Regions from separate parts of the Mus musculus genome. Here region 2 is linked to region 1. Evidence: chromatin contacts called from public Hi-C data. All regions are on one chromosome and are shown on one strand. The core of a region is the stretch at or near the end of the contact, and the rest is flanking DNA. Distances in the headings are between cores, read along the strand shown.

What was found. A called contact is a pair of places that touch in the nucleus more often than the background predicts.
Region 2: a contact with region 1 is called in a Hi-C map of uterus, with 3 times the contacts expected there. The contact joins two enhancer-like sites. A contact is called at or near these places in 7 of 484 Hi-C or Micro-C datasets (cerebral cortex, embryonic stem cells, forebrain and 2 more).

The regions. Positions count from the first base shown.
Region 1 is chr13:59,225,517-59,233,093 of GRCm38.p6, reverse strand. No RefSeq gene overlaps it. Among named protein-coding and RNA genes, the nearest start is that of Gm34558, 13 kb to the right of the region's middle. Within about 2 kb of position 4,418, at least 92 of the 459 cell types and tissues checked have an H3K27ac peak or open chromatin away from gene starts, as enhancers often do. A contact at or near this core is called in uterus, where this site is marked.
Region 2 is chr13:59,348,351-59,355,927 of GRCm38.p6, reverse strand. No RefSeq gene overlaps it. Among named protein-coding and RNA genes, the nearest start is that of Gm34721, 56 kb to the left of the region's middle. Within about 2 kb of position 4,982, at least 10 of the 459 cell types and tissues checked have an H3K27ac peak or open chromatin away from gene starts, as enhancers often do. A contact at or near this core is called in uterus, where this site is marked.

The sequences.
Region 1 (7,577 bases), core at 3,169-5,668:
TGTGTGTGTGTGTGTAGTAGTAGTAGTAGTAGTAGTAGTAGTAGTAGTGCCCAATTAAAGTAAATTTATCTCAGTGGTGGTGGTGTTCCTTGCCTACCCTCCGTAGTTCCCGAATGAAGGACACACATATGTGCACACACACACAAACACACACACACACACACACACACACACACACACACACACACACACACACACAGAGCCTTTATATTTTGATATGCCTTAATCAGCTCCATGTCTAGGCCACTGCCTAATCTCCACGTGACTAATCTGCCTCCCTCTAATATTCCTGAGTTATTACTTAATAAAACCTATATTCCATCTTTGCTGCCCTAGACCCAGTCAGGCAGCCCTCTGGGACTGCCTTCCCCACCCCCTGCAGGCAGCTTTATTTACCAACCAGAACCCAGGACCCCTCAGTGTCTTATGTGTGGACAGCTGTGTGTGTGTGTGTTTGTGATATACATGAGCGTGGGTATGGATATACATATACACATGCATGTGTATCTGTACTTGTGTGGAAGCCAGATGTCAATATTGGCCATCTTCCTCTCCTGCTCTCCACCTTGTCTTTGGAGACAGGTCTCTTTTAACCTGAAGCTCACCAAGCAGCTAGACTGGGCAGCGAGCTGCTGGGATCCCTTTGCCTTTACCTCTGAGTGCTGGGATAGGTACACACCATGGAGCTGTGTTTTCTATAGGTGCTTGGATCTAAACTCAAGTTCTCCTTCTTGCACAGAAAAATGGTCTACTTGCTGTGAGTACACTGTAGCTGTCTTCAGACACACCAGAAGAGGGCATAGGATCCCATTATAGATGGTTGTGAGCCACCATGTGGTTGTTGGGATTTGAACTCAGGACCTCTGGAAGAGCAGTCAGTGCTCTTAACCACTGAGTCATCTCTCCAGCTCTGGCCATCTCTCTCTCTCTCTCTCTCTCTCTCTCTCTCTCTCTCTCTCTCTCTCTCTCTCTCTCTCTCTCTCTCTTTCTCTCTCATCTTTTAAAGTCACACTTTAGGTAGAACCCACTTTTTTTTTCCAGGGTAGGAGAAAGTGATAATGATCCCTCCGTGGTCCCTCAGATGTCCCTCTCTGGACATCATGGAATGTATTATTTGTCTGCTCAAGGTTCACCTATCCCTAGGGGCTGTGCCAAGACCCAAGCTCACTGTTAGCATTTCTTAAGTGGCTGCCAGCGCTTCCATTAACAGGCACAAGTTAGAAGGGAAACTTCATTCATATAAATATTCTCTGGGGTTTTCCCCTCTTTCCAAAAGGCTTCTCTGAATGGCTTTTATCCTCGTTTTAATTTTTACAAGAATCACGTTGCTATATCCAAGTACAAGTGCAGCGTTTTGCTAAATCCCCAGGCCATTTTCAGGCTTGTAGGATAACATTAGGAGATGGGATGAGAGGAAAATTAGAGGCAACGAGCAGGAGGGGTTCATAGAAGGCATGAGGTAACCTGTTCGGTAAGGGAGATTGTTCCCAAATGGGCTGTGGGCTGGGAGAGGGTGAAGCAGCATTGGCTAGGGGTATGGAGGTTCCCTGGGGGTCCCCCATGAACCTGGGAAAGGGTGAAGCACTGTTGGCTAGGGGTATGGAGGGTCCCCCAGGTGCTTGGTAGGTATCAACCTGGGCTCAGTAGGCTGTACTCATAATCACTTCCATTACCATTCATGGTGCTCTTCTAGTGAAGACAAAACAAAAGACAAGACTACCGCCGGGAGATTTTGGTGGAGAAAGTGGCAGGCTTTTGTTCTTGTGATTTGTGTTAAGGTGAGTGCAGGGCTGAGATTTTACTAAAACCAACCAAACCGTTCACATTGTGTGATAAAAAGTGGGGAAGAGCATTGTTGTCTTTCTTTCACCATTACGGTGAAGATGAAATCCCCAGCTACCCAGCAGTCCTTCTGCAAAGGTCTTCCTCTCTCACTCGTTCATGCTTTTATGGCATTATTCAGTCTACAGAAATTGGCTGAGCACCTACTACGCCGTCTTTCATCTGGCAGATGTGGAGAAAGAATGAGGAGCATGACAGTCTCCAATCCAAGATTCATGTCCTCACGGCATTTACACCGGAGGAAACAGACACCGATCGGACAGTAAATACCACTCATACTGGAGTTGAGTGGAGACCGGAAGTGAACAGCTGTGTACAAAGTTGCAAGGGATACAATGTATCCTGAGAAATAACAAATGACCAGGAGGAATGGCCCCTGCTAGAATGGGAGACGCAACAGTTGGTTGAGCCTCAGGCTCTGAGACTCCGGGACAATGTTTAGGTTAACACTTCTGCTCTGTCCACCATGGGGACTCTGTGTGTACTGACTGGGTGCACAGTCAGGTATTGATTTGATTTCCTTTAATGCCCACTCAATGCAATTATTCATTGACCAAAATAACCAGCTCATAAACAATTATTTCAGTCTTCTTAAGAACACATTAGCTCGATTATGGGAATAATTGGGAGAGATGACCCAGTTAATTGACTTAGCAGAAAATGTGTTTCCCTGTGTATACAGAGCTTAATGTAACCTAATACGTTTTGGATAGAATGCCCATGGAAATGGAAAGATGCCCATGCTCATGTCAGCCGGTTTAGGCTTTAAAATTAGGCTGTTTATGTTCTTCTAGCCCTGGTCTCACGGTGACCTGGCATGACCTGTTACATTTATTCACAACTTGTAAAGTCCAAGGACTCACCCATGTGCCTGACAGGGCCTTCTTCAGCGAGGCAAACACAAGTGACACTTTAAGTCTTGGTGGTGTTTTTGCACAAGGGCAGTCTGGTAAGAGCATCAGATTCAGGAGGAAGCTAGGGGTTTGGAGTGAAGTTGACTGTGAGCAGAGAGCACCACTTAGGCGGACTGAAGCCCAAGGATCTCTAGGTTACAGCAGCCACACTTCACAATTGTAACTATTTTTAAGATACTTATTCATTGTATTTTACGTGCATGCATGTGTGCCAGGGTGTATACATGTGCACCATGTCTGTGCAAGAGCCCGAGCATGTCAGAGGGGGCATCAGACCTGCAGGAGCTGGAGTTACAGAGAGTTAGTTACCATGTGGACTGGACCAAGGAGTTCTACAAGAGCAGTGAGCGCTCTTAACCTCCCAGCCATCTCTCCAGCCCCACCTCACACAATTAAGAGATAAACCGCACACACACAGGCACATACGGGGGTCGCTGACTGCTGCCTTTCCTTTCCTAGTAAGAATGTATGAAGCAGATGTGGCAACGTGGATTTGAGGCCAGCATGGGAAGTATAACAGGACAGTTTTTATCTAAGAATAAAAAAAAAAAAATCAAGGGCTGGAGAGATGGCTCAGTGGTTAAGAGCTCTGAATGCTCTTCTGAAGGTCTTGAGTTCAAATCCCAGCAACCACATGCTGGCTCACAACCATCCGAAATGAGATCTGATGCCCTCTTCTGGGATGTCTGAAGACAGCTACAGTGTACTTACATATAGTAAATCAATCAATCAATCAATCAATCTTTTAAAAAATCAAAACAAACAAAAATCCAAGAAAACAAAACAACAAGCAAACAAAGCCCCGTGGCTGCGAACAGCAGTTCCCAAGCCCAGAAGAAGCTGCTGCAGGAGAGTCCAGCGGTGCAGAACGAGAGGGCGGGGTTTGTCTGTAGGCCTGTAGGGCTTCACCCAGAGATGGATGGTGACACATCTATGAGTGCATGTGGGACACATCTGATGGATACTGAAATAGTATAGGCCTGGTCTGGCTGTGACACATGGTCACAGATGGAGCAATATGTTAAGTGACAAAACTGTATTTCCCACAGCTCTAAAGGCAGAGTTGCTAAAGACAAGGTGCTGGCACATGGCATCAAGGAGGGCATTCTTGACTGACTGTACTCTCACATGGTGAAAGGCAGAGGGCAAAAGAAGGTGGGAGGGGTAAGCTCCTTCCTCAAAGCCCTGGTAGGCAGGCTCTGAGGCCAACAAGGAACGCTTTACTTTAAGTCCCCACCACACCCTAAGAATGCTGGACCCACTGCTTCACATTAGCAGTTAAGTTTTATATGTGAACTGGAGGGTAGGTAGATTGAGGGCCCAGCTGGGGCTAAGGAGACCCAGGTTTAAGCGCACACACACACACACACACACACACACACACACACACACACACACACACACTTCTGAACAAATTCATTTCTTTTAGGGAAAACAACAAGCCCAAAGGCTGATCTGGTATCAGAACCAGAGCTTTGTTAGTACTGGGCTAAGAGTAGTTAGAACTTCGACTCTCAGGTCGTTGCTATCCCTGAGAGACACAGAGGAGGCAGCTCTTAGACTTCCAGAACTTGACAGACCCAGCCTACCAGAGAACGCTCTCCATGCCTACTCAGAGTGGGCTGCCTGCTTCTGCTTCTGTTAGAATCCTGATCTCATTAGCCGTGAGATTATTAATCTCCTCACAGGCTGCCGGACGGTAAACCACAGACAGGGAGGAGCAGCTGGTTGGAGGTGATGAAACTTTAAAAGGCACAGTTGAGAGGCTTGGCGTGAAACCACACCAAAGCCAGCCTCCAAGGGACAAGCGAGATGACTGTCCCCCACAGGCTGGCTGAAACATGCTCAAAACACAAGAGTCCCACGGGGTGGTGTGAGAAGTCCACAGGCCCCATTACTCAACTCACTGATTGCTTAAGCCCTGGAAGACGGAGCCAAGAAGTAAAACCCTGACCAAGCCATCATGCATTTCTCTCCAGTCACTCCCACAGGTACCCTTGTCAGCTGTGACACTTGCCCTTGGCAAGTTGCCTGGAGAACTATCTGGGCACAGGCCACAGAGTTTCTTATTTTACTTCCTTCTTCCTGCTTCCTCAGCACCTGGCCTGGGCTGACGCTCTGTGCTGGCTCAAAGACCACATTATCTGAGTGAGATACTTAAGCCTTCCGGCACTTTTAGAAAGGATACCAGTAGCCAATCAGGTCAGCTGCAGGAGGGGGTATGTTTGCCTGGGGCCAAGAGTGCTCACCAAGTTTTGTCCTTGTGATGAACCAGGTCAGGATTCAAAGTCAGACCCAGCTCAGATATGAAGAGGCTGTGTTCCATGGAGTCAGACAAGACAAGAAAGAAAAGCAAATTCCGAAACCCGCTAACTTCAGACGTAAGGATGAAAGAGTGCTCTTTCGGCCAAGCCTAAGAGCTCAACATCTCTGGGCAAGGATAATATTGTTCCCAGGACCCTTCGGTGTGTGACTCGGAATAGATAAAGCTCTTTATGGCTCTACTTCCACAGGGGTTTACTTTTCTTCATTTGTAAGATAAACTCTCCTTTAGGAAACTGTGGCGAGATCGCTGGCGGGGGCAGATGCTAACAGCCTGGTGCATCCTTCAGAGCTTAAACAGTTACTACAGTGCACAGCCACAGTGCTCCTGCTTCTGCGCACAAGGGAACTGAAGATAGATATCCATAGGAAAAGCTGTATGCGAATGTTCACAACATTGTTTGCAAGCACTGACAATTAGGACATCCGTGGTCAGGCTGGTGAATAGATTCATGTTGTCTGTCCATCCCTCATTGACAGAAGCGAGGAGAGGTTGAAATGTGAGAACATTATGCTCAATTATAAAAGCCACACACAGAGAGCTAAGGAAGAGATTCTACTTCATTTCAATATTCAGGACAGAAAAATACATTACAAAAAAAGTGTAAGAGCTGATTATGAGAGGCGCGTATGGGGCTGGGGAGTGGCCTCCAAAGGACATGGTATTTATTGTAATCTAAAGTTGAATGTTAGTGATGGTTGCATAACCTGGAGAGTCACAAACAAACAAACAAACAAACAAACAAACAAATGTTAAGTGAATTATTAAGATTGTGAGTTTTCAGGACTTGGGGAGTTGCTCAGGGACAGAGGACTCTCATAAGCACAAGATCCTGGGTTTGCTTCTCAGCATCGAGTTAGGATGTGGATTTTATGGCACGTAGATGGCTTTTAATTTAAAACCACATGTTAGTGAGGGTTTTGTCAGAATTAAGAACTGGTGTGGAAATCCACAGGCTTGTATTGGATTTGTGTAGACACAGTGCATTTTGAGAAACTTTAAAGGATAATTTTATAAGGGGGAAAACACATGAATTTCCCGTTAATATAAAGTTAACACACACGAGGCTTTATTTAGTGCAGTCACAGAAGGACGAGTGAGAATGGTAAAAAGCTCGAGGAATCTGAAGTGAGCGAGAACCCCATGGAGAACATGGACATGGAGAATGGCTGCCGCCTCTCAGGAGAAATGGAGAACCCTCCCCCCAGCTGAAGGATTGGCTCTGCTCCCCGAGACACAATTCTCCCAAGCAGAGCATCTCATGTTCTTGTCAATTCCCCTAACTTACACAGCTGCAGAATAAGTCAAAGGTGGAGACTCCTCTAGAAAGATGTGCTTCAGAGGGCCTTTGGTCGTCAAAACTGCAAATTTCGAAATCCACGACTTTTCCTTGCCAGTCTGTGACACCGTGGGAACTCTGCCCACTGAACAAATGTGGACAATCAGTCGTCCTCACTACAGCTGTCCAGACAGAGAATCCACAGTAAGTGTGGTCCTGTTCAACACTTTCCAGTCGGCCAACATTTATTTCACTTACTATGTGCCAGGCAGCGCAGTGGTGGGCTGGGTTAGACATGGAGAAAAGCCATTAGTTAGCTGCATGATGAAGAACTCTTTCCGTGCAAGTGGAGGCCAGAGGAAAGAGGCAGCACTGTAATCAGAGAACAGCCTTAGGAAGGCACCTCCATCAAGGTCTCTACCATCAGTGAGTTTGCTAGTCTAAAGGCAATGTGCTTGGGCTGAGCCCTGCCAATGACACCAGATTTTAGCACACGTGTAAGTATGGTCAAGTGTCTGCATCTCAATCCTCTTTCAAAATGCAGCAGAGATGTATCCTGAGGATTTCTTGTGAGCATTAAACAAAAGCCAGGAAAGTAAAGAACTACAGCCACACCCAACATATAATGTTCAGTAAACAACAGACGCCCATCAGGAGTCCCACCCAGATTACGCCCTGTAGCCGCTCGCAGCCCTGAGGGAAGAGAGTCCATAGGGAAGAGCAGTGGTGGCTTAAAATGTCAGGCAGTTTAGTGCCTTATGTGCCTTTTCCATTGAATGTGCATTTGCTGAAAGATCTAGATGGATACCACCACCACCCTTGCCAATGTAAAGGTCACTAGATGCCAAAGAGTTTAAATTATACTAATAATGAGAGCCTGGTCCAAGATGTTTGACGAGTCTTGACTTTAGATGCAAGCCCTGGAGATTTCCAGGTGGAGCTTCTAAACTCATGATCCCCACCTCCCACCCATTCCCTCCAGATAGGGTTTCTCTGTGTCACAGCTTTGGCTGCCCTGAAACTCCCTGTGTAGACAAGGCTGGCCCTGAATTTACAGAGATTCTCCTTCCCTGCCCACCTCCAAGTACTGTAATTAAAAGTGTGCATAATTCTCACAGCAAACTTGTTGGTTGAATGCTACAAGATTGTCTAGTAGATTGGGAAAAAGAGCACAGAATTCAATTCAATCCTGGTCAACTGGTCAACCCCAGGCTGAGAA
Region 2 (7,577 bases), core at 3,733-6,232, 120 kb before region 1:
CTGGAACTGGAGTTGATAGATGGTATGAGCTGCCATGTAGGTTCTGGGAATCGAACCTGGTACTTCTGGCTGAGCAGCCAGTGTTTTTAACTATGGGGCCATCTTTCCAGCCCTCCTATTTAATAAAGCCCCCTTCAGTGTATAAGTTCCTATGTTTGTGCTCTCTGTTTAGCTTTTATATTCTAACATTACTTGCTTTTTTGGCGATTAAAAAGACATGTATTTTGTGAGTGATTTTTGGCATTGTTCTTTGTAGAACAGGTTGGTAGCAATAAATAATTGAGATTCTCTTCATGCTTGCTCTGTTGAGTAGAAGTGTTTAGTTTTTATCTTTAATTTGTTAATTAGGATTGTAAAACTTCCAGACTCACAGTACTTTAGAATCTGAGGGACTGAAGGTGACCATATCTGTTACCACGTGAACGTATGTCAAGCTGATTGCAATGCTATAGACAGTTGGATCCAAACACAGAGCATCTGATGAGCAGCCCAGTTCTCAGTTCATGGTTGGTGGCTGCGGTTTGTGTCCCTTTGGGGAGCTGGGCACCTTTTGAGTGGCACAGCAGGTGAGTTAGGACAGTATAAATGCTCACCATATAGAACAGGGCTGCTCTGTGTGCGGAGGCTGCAGAGTTTATCATTGCTGTTCTCATCTTTCTCAGCCTCTCTCTTTCTCCCTCTGTCTCTCCCTTACTCAGATGGACCCTCACACATGCTAGGTGCCCACCACACCTTACCACTGTAGTAATTATTTTATGTACAACTGGGACAAAGTAGTCCATAGGAGTAACTTAAGGAGAGGTCCGTTTTGCTAACAGTTCAAGAGTGCAGTCCACAGTCAGAAAGCAAAGCTGTTTGTCATTTGCCTTTAGTCCAGGACTGAAGTGGAAACTTTAAGAGTTCTCTGGGAAGCTGGTTGGGTGGTGTTTTGCTGGGCAAACATGTGAAAGAACATTTTGCTGAAGCAGACGTAGGAGAGAGGATGCTCTGCTAAGGCAAGAACGTGAGAGGACACGTGATGATGGAGTCTTTGGTAAGGACACACATGTATATGTCTGCCTTACCCTGCATAGTTGAGCTGCATTTGTTTGGATGACATACAGAGACATGCATTAAAAACTTCTGGTGGTGTGCTGCAGTTTGTTGCTGCTTCCAAGGACTCGGGCTGATTGGATGCATGCGCTGAGTGAGGCAAGACACATGTTGAGGCAAGGCACCACATGGTGTTGTGTGCCCTGAGTCCACAGGAAACCCAGACGAGCCTAAGAATTGCAAAGTCCGCTGCAACTCGCAAAAGAGTCTTTTATTGTTTCAAGTTCAAACTCGGTTCGCCCACCTTGCACTCACCATGTGAATGCTGGCAAGCGACCCTGAATCCAGAAAACATTGGGTTTATATACAGTATAGCTAGGAATAGTGTAAATGTTCACAGAAAATGGGAGTAGAGGGCTGTAATCATTTGGTGGAATAGTACCAGAGTGGGAGGGGGCAGGGTTAATGGGTGTCTGTTCAGGGACTAATTTTATGACCAGGCATAACTGTTTGTGAACTGACCTCTGTTTACCTTTTCCCCCATGGTCTCCCTTGAGCTTGTTATTTCTCTAAGGTCTCAAGGACAGGCACCCGGAGTTCTGCAGCTCCTCAGCAGGAGTGTTGGTTTTTGGAGATACAAAGGCGGGGAGGATGTCTCCTCAGAATATCCTCATGAAGAGGGAGTTTTATGGGTAGTGCCATTCTAATGCTAGGGGAGGGGGAGGGAGCCCCAGGCTGTTGCAGGAGGACACAGCCAGAAATCAGCTTTTTGCACATCATGCTTGCCTCAGGCTGGAGGGAGGATGGGAGCTTCTGGTGGGGGTTGGGGGCAGGGAATGCAGAGGTAAACTGTACACAACACTGAAGTCTCTCTCTAATAATTCGGGTGTTACAACAGTGGATGTTTGGAGGGTACAAATAGGATTCTGCAGAGTGACTGAGCTTGGCTTGCTGGTACAGCTAACTGTACAATGCTTGTGGGTCTCACATCTTCGCTGATCTTTGCTTCCCTGAGAGAGGCACAGCTGAGAATTTCTGGTGTTCCTGATGGTCCCTCCTGCTGACTTGAGGAGCCTAGGCTGAGGCCTGGCTGTCTCTGCTAGGTCATGTCACCGCTGTTGCTAACACAACTCTACCGAACTGGACTCCTGGTGTATCCACAAGGTGTTTGCGAGTGGATCAAGTGTTTAAGAACCATCATTCCAGCCTGGTCTACAGAGTGAGTTCCAGGACAGCCAGGACTACACAGAGAAACCCTGTCTCGAAAAACAAACAAACAAACAAACAAACAAACAAACAGAATTAAAGTTACACAGGACCCCAGCCAAAGGAATCAGGCCAGGCACAAGTAAAGTGGGTTTTTCCATTTCAGTCAACCCAACCTAGATAACCTCCCATAAGCATTCTCAGAGAATAACTTAATCTAGCTAATTCATCATGACCATGCCCAGAGGCAGGGCTCTTGGATGATTCTAGATCCTGTCTTATTGCCCATATTAACCATCACAAACATTGAGTCTTATCCCCAGCCCTTAAAACTCCCTCTTGAGACCAGAAGGGAGTTACTTGAACAGAAGGAATGCCTAGAAGGCATCCCTGGGGACACCATGCCACTGTGGCTGTCACAGAGCCGTGACAGAGGCAAATGGGAAAGCACAGCGGTATCTCTGAGTTGCTGGGACAGGGGAAGTGGTTGAGATAAGGAGAAGAACATGGACTTCCATGGACATGGCCTTGGGATGGGGGTGTAGGGCATTGAGAAGATGCAGACGTGACAGAGGGGGAGGGAAAGAGAAGAGAGAGAGGAAGAGGGAGAGGGAGAGGGAGAGGGAGAGGGAGAGGGAGAGGGAGAGAGAGAGAGAGAGAGAGATCTAGCTTCCATGTTGGTGAGACCATTATATACTCTAAGTACAAGGCACCAAAGACTGTAATTACTATTGATTTAGTAATGAGAATCTTTTCCTGTTTGTGGGAGGCACTTGAGAGCAAAGATGATCCAAACTACCCCCCTAATACTTTGTTATTCCCCAGGATGAAAAGGAAATTATGAAGTATAATATTTAATGAGTTAAAAACATACTGAGCATGTGACCAAGGCATGATCTGCTCTGTGGACTAAAACATGCTGCAAATTTATTGGTGGAACAATGAGAAGTCTGGATCCTAATTGTCAGTAAGAAGCCAGGGTTCTCATCTCTAGGCTACAGATTTTTGCTAGTGTGTATTAACTTGTAGCCAGGGCTTTCTTGATACATTTGCTATGATGTGTGCACCTGGGCCATATTTACTCCTCCTTCCTATTCCCCTTCTCATCCCCCCACACCACCAGTTGTTCCCCTTTTATTTTCAACACCCCCAAATTCTGCATGTGGGAGAGGAACCATGAGACAGTTGTCCAAGATACTTATGTTTAGTTTGCTCTAACTGCCCAGCTCATCTATTTTCTTGCAAATGACATGGCTAGATTCTTTATGGTCAAGTGTAACTTAGTTGCACATATCTTTAACCACAAAGGCCCAACCATAACCACTGTAGGGCCCCTAGGCTGATAACTTGGCTGTTGTGAACAGGACCACACGCAGTAAGCATTGGTATGCAGGTATGAGGCTATCTCAGAAAGGGGCGCAGTAAACGAGGGTGTGCAGGGAGTATAGTAAACTGACTTAGATTCCTTGGGAATTTGGACCCAGAAGTGGTATCTCTGGGACATAGTACTGTTTTAATTTTTTTCTTTTGAGTAGCCTCCGTACTAACTTCCATAGCCAAGCAACAATGTTTAAGGGCCCACTTTGCCCCATATTCTTGCCAACATTTATTAATTTTTCTTAACGATAGCCATTATGACTAGAGTGAAGTCAAATAGCAAAACAATTTTGATTCGCACTTCCCAGAAGGATAAGAATATTAAAGGTTTTTTTTTTTTTCCTGTGTATGTATTGACCATCAGTGCTTCATTTGAAAAGTGTCAGTTCAGTTCATTTGCAGGTTTATTGGCTGGATTATTGATTTTTTTTTTTTTTGAGTTCCACTTTCCATTGGGCATTAATCCCTGGACATGTGATTATCTTCTGTGCAGCTGACAAAGATCCCCCCCCCCCCGCCCCCTCCTTCAAGGCTGTGTCTCTTTACTCTGGGAATCTATGCTGTGAGGAGCTTTGTTATTTAGATTTAGCTCTTTTATGTGTATGTGCGTCACATGCATGCAGTGCCTAAGGAGGCCAGAAGAGGGCAGCAGATCCACTGGAAAAAGAGTTGTGCCTAGTTGAGCGCTACCACGTGGGTGTTCTATAGGAGCCTAACATTGAAACGGCCCCCAAAGCCACTTAAGGAACTAAAGACATTTACTGCTCAGGAGGAGGAAATGTGACTCCCACCCTGAAGCTGGGCCGAGCCTGTTGGGCACAGGCCATCTTAGGGGAGATTGAACTTTATGGAAAGATGAAGACTCCTAGGATGTGACTAATAACGGAGCCCGGGAGCGAGGACCTCGCCATGACAGAGTGACTGGTTGAAGGAGCCACAGGAGGCGTTGCCTTAGGGAAGAACCATGAGCCGCCTTGTAGAGAGAGGCAAGAGCGGTCCTCTTCCATCTGCGTGCAGATGGTTCTGTTCTGCAAGGCTGCGTCCTGGTGCAAACCTGAGAGGAATTATTCCGGGATGAGGTTTGCTGTAGCAGCAAAACATTTGTCTTATAAAGGAAACTTGACTGAAAAACACGGTTTACAAGATTTTAAACAGAGACACACTCAAACTTAAAAAACACAATGCTCTCATGATTACTTTAAGACCTTTGAGCCTCCTCTGAAACAAACCATCCCCTCTATAAATTTTGTCCACAGAGTAATTTTCAAATTCAGTGGAACAGAGCTTTGAATGGTGTCATGCAGTATGAAAGGAAACCGGGCTTGGCGTTCCTTTCCTTTACATTATCTGGGCTGATTCCAGCATTTATAGATGCAGTAAACACTGAGGGTTTTCTAACTCCTCACCACGGAGTCAATAAAGAAATGAGAGCAGCAATAGAGGCTCTTGCTGTTTCCTTAAAGAGCTGGGAGACATCCAACCGCAAGCTGATTTTCTGTTGGCTGCTGGCTACATGTTAGTGACCTGCTTTGTGTTTTACGAGCCATCTGCAGACCCCACAGTGCCGTGCTCTGTCTGCTTTGAGATCTTTTCTTAAGACACAGGAGAGGTTGTTTGAGGTCCTCACACTGAAACTGTTTTATGTCATGAAGATTAGGGGACAGAATGAGATGCACCCGGAACTGTACACAGATGACAAACACAGACTCACTCTAAAGTCAGGGAAAACACATCCATCCATCCACACATATCTCCCCAGACACCCCCCTACATACACACACACACCCACACACACATACTCATACACACACACACACACACACTTACATCCATCCCCCTAATGTCCATACACACACATACACATACATGCATAGACACACAAACACAGGCATAACAGCTACACACACATACACACACATATACACATACATACACACAGACACAAAGATAAGTATACACAGTCATACAGAGGTACACAGACAGAAACACACACGCATCCATCCACACATATCTCCCCACACACCCCCCACATACCCCCTCATATACACACACATCCATACACACCCATACACACACATACACTCACATCCATCCCCCCAAAGTCCATCTACACACACACACACATCCATCCACACACATTCACATATGCAAATACATGCATAGACATACGCATATCCACCCACACACACATACACATCCATACACACATAAGCATACATCTATTCATGTACGCACACACACATACACATATATGCATAGACACACAAACACAAGCATACAGCTACAGACACACACACATATACACATACATACACACAGACACAAAGATAAGTATACATAGTCACACAGAGGTACACAGACAGAAACACGCACACATTCATATACACATAGACATACAAACATGCAAACATAGCCACATAATCTCTCTCTCCAACACAGGGACACATTCTCTTTCTCTTCTCTATCTTCCTCTAGTTCTCTCTCTGTCTCTCCCTCTCTTTCACTCTTTCACTCTTCCCTCCCTCTTCTCTCTTCCCTGCTTCTCTTTTCCATCTCCCCCTTATATCTCTCTTCTCTCTCCCATATCTCTCCCCTCTCTCCCCCCTCTTCCCTCTCCCTCTCTCCCCCTCTCCCCCTCATCTCTCTCTTCCTTCTCCCCCAACTTCCCTTTCTCCTCCTCATCTCTCTCCTCCCTTTTCCCCCTCTTCCCTCTCTTCACATTTCTCTCCTCCCTCTCCCCCTTCTTTCTTTTCCCCTCTCCCCCATCTCTCTCCTCCCTCTCCCCCCTCCTCCCTACTTCTCGATGTCTGTTGCAAAAGCAGCGCAAACACAAATCTCACTCAGCTGCACTCCTGATCACTGCCGCTGTCCTGAAGCCAGCTTCCAAACATTTTTGGGGCGGCTGAAGTTTTTCCTCAGTGATTAAGAGCATTGGCTGTTCTTGCAGAGGACCTGGATTTGGTGCACAGCACCCTCCCACCATGGCAGCTCACAACCATCTAATTCCAGTGGATCTGAGACCCTCTTCTAGCCTCCACACACCCTGTACCCACATGGTGCACAAATATACATGCAGGTAAACATGTATACACATAAAATAAATAATTTATTAAAAACTCATTTACTATCTCCACTGTTGCAGCCAGATACCATGAAGGGAAAGTGTTTGCACATGAAGCATTCCAAAGCTTTCTACCATTTTGAACTCCCAAGTCCAGATAATAGATATGAAGATGTCATTGTGCACACAGAAATTAGTCTGTGAATTTTCTGATTATGGAATATACACATGGTTTAAAAGATATGATAATAAGAGCTATTTCATGTCTTAGCTGACCACTAGCATGCCATTTCCCCACTAAAAGATCTACCTTTCTTCTATTTCTTTTGCCATTGATGCCCCTTGCTAAAAATAATATTCTATTCTATAAAACAGAAACATGGGCTAATTCTTATTCACATGAAACAGCTACTAGCTTCCTGTGACATTTGAGGATTCTTAGTTCACTTGAGTATTTTTTTAAAAGATTTATTATTTTCATTTTATGTGAATGAGTGTTTGTCTACACTTATGAATGTGCACTAGGCACATGCAATGCCTGCAGAGGCCAGAAGAGGGCTTTGGGTTCCCTGGAACAAGAGTTTTAAGCAATTGTAAGCCAAGATGTGGGTAGTGGAAGAGTAGTCAGTGCTTTTAACTGCTGAGCTGACTCTCCAGCCACTTATGTATTGCTTAAATTAGAATCTGGCATTAAAATGTTCAGGCTTTCCTAAGATAGCACACAATCCATTGAGTTTTGATAAATAAAACCTACATGACATTTCCAGCCTGACAGGTAATGTTGGTTGTCAACTAGACTGGAGCTAAGTATGTCGAAAACTTCATACCTCCAGTTCTGGGTGTGAAGGCATTTTCAGGGAAGACTGAGGGTCGGGGACTGAATGGGAAGACTTATCTTGGC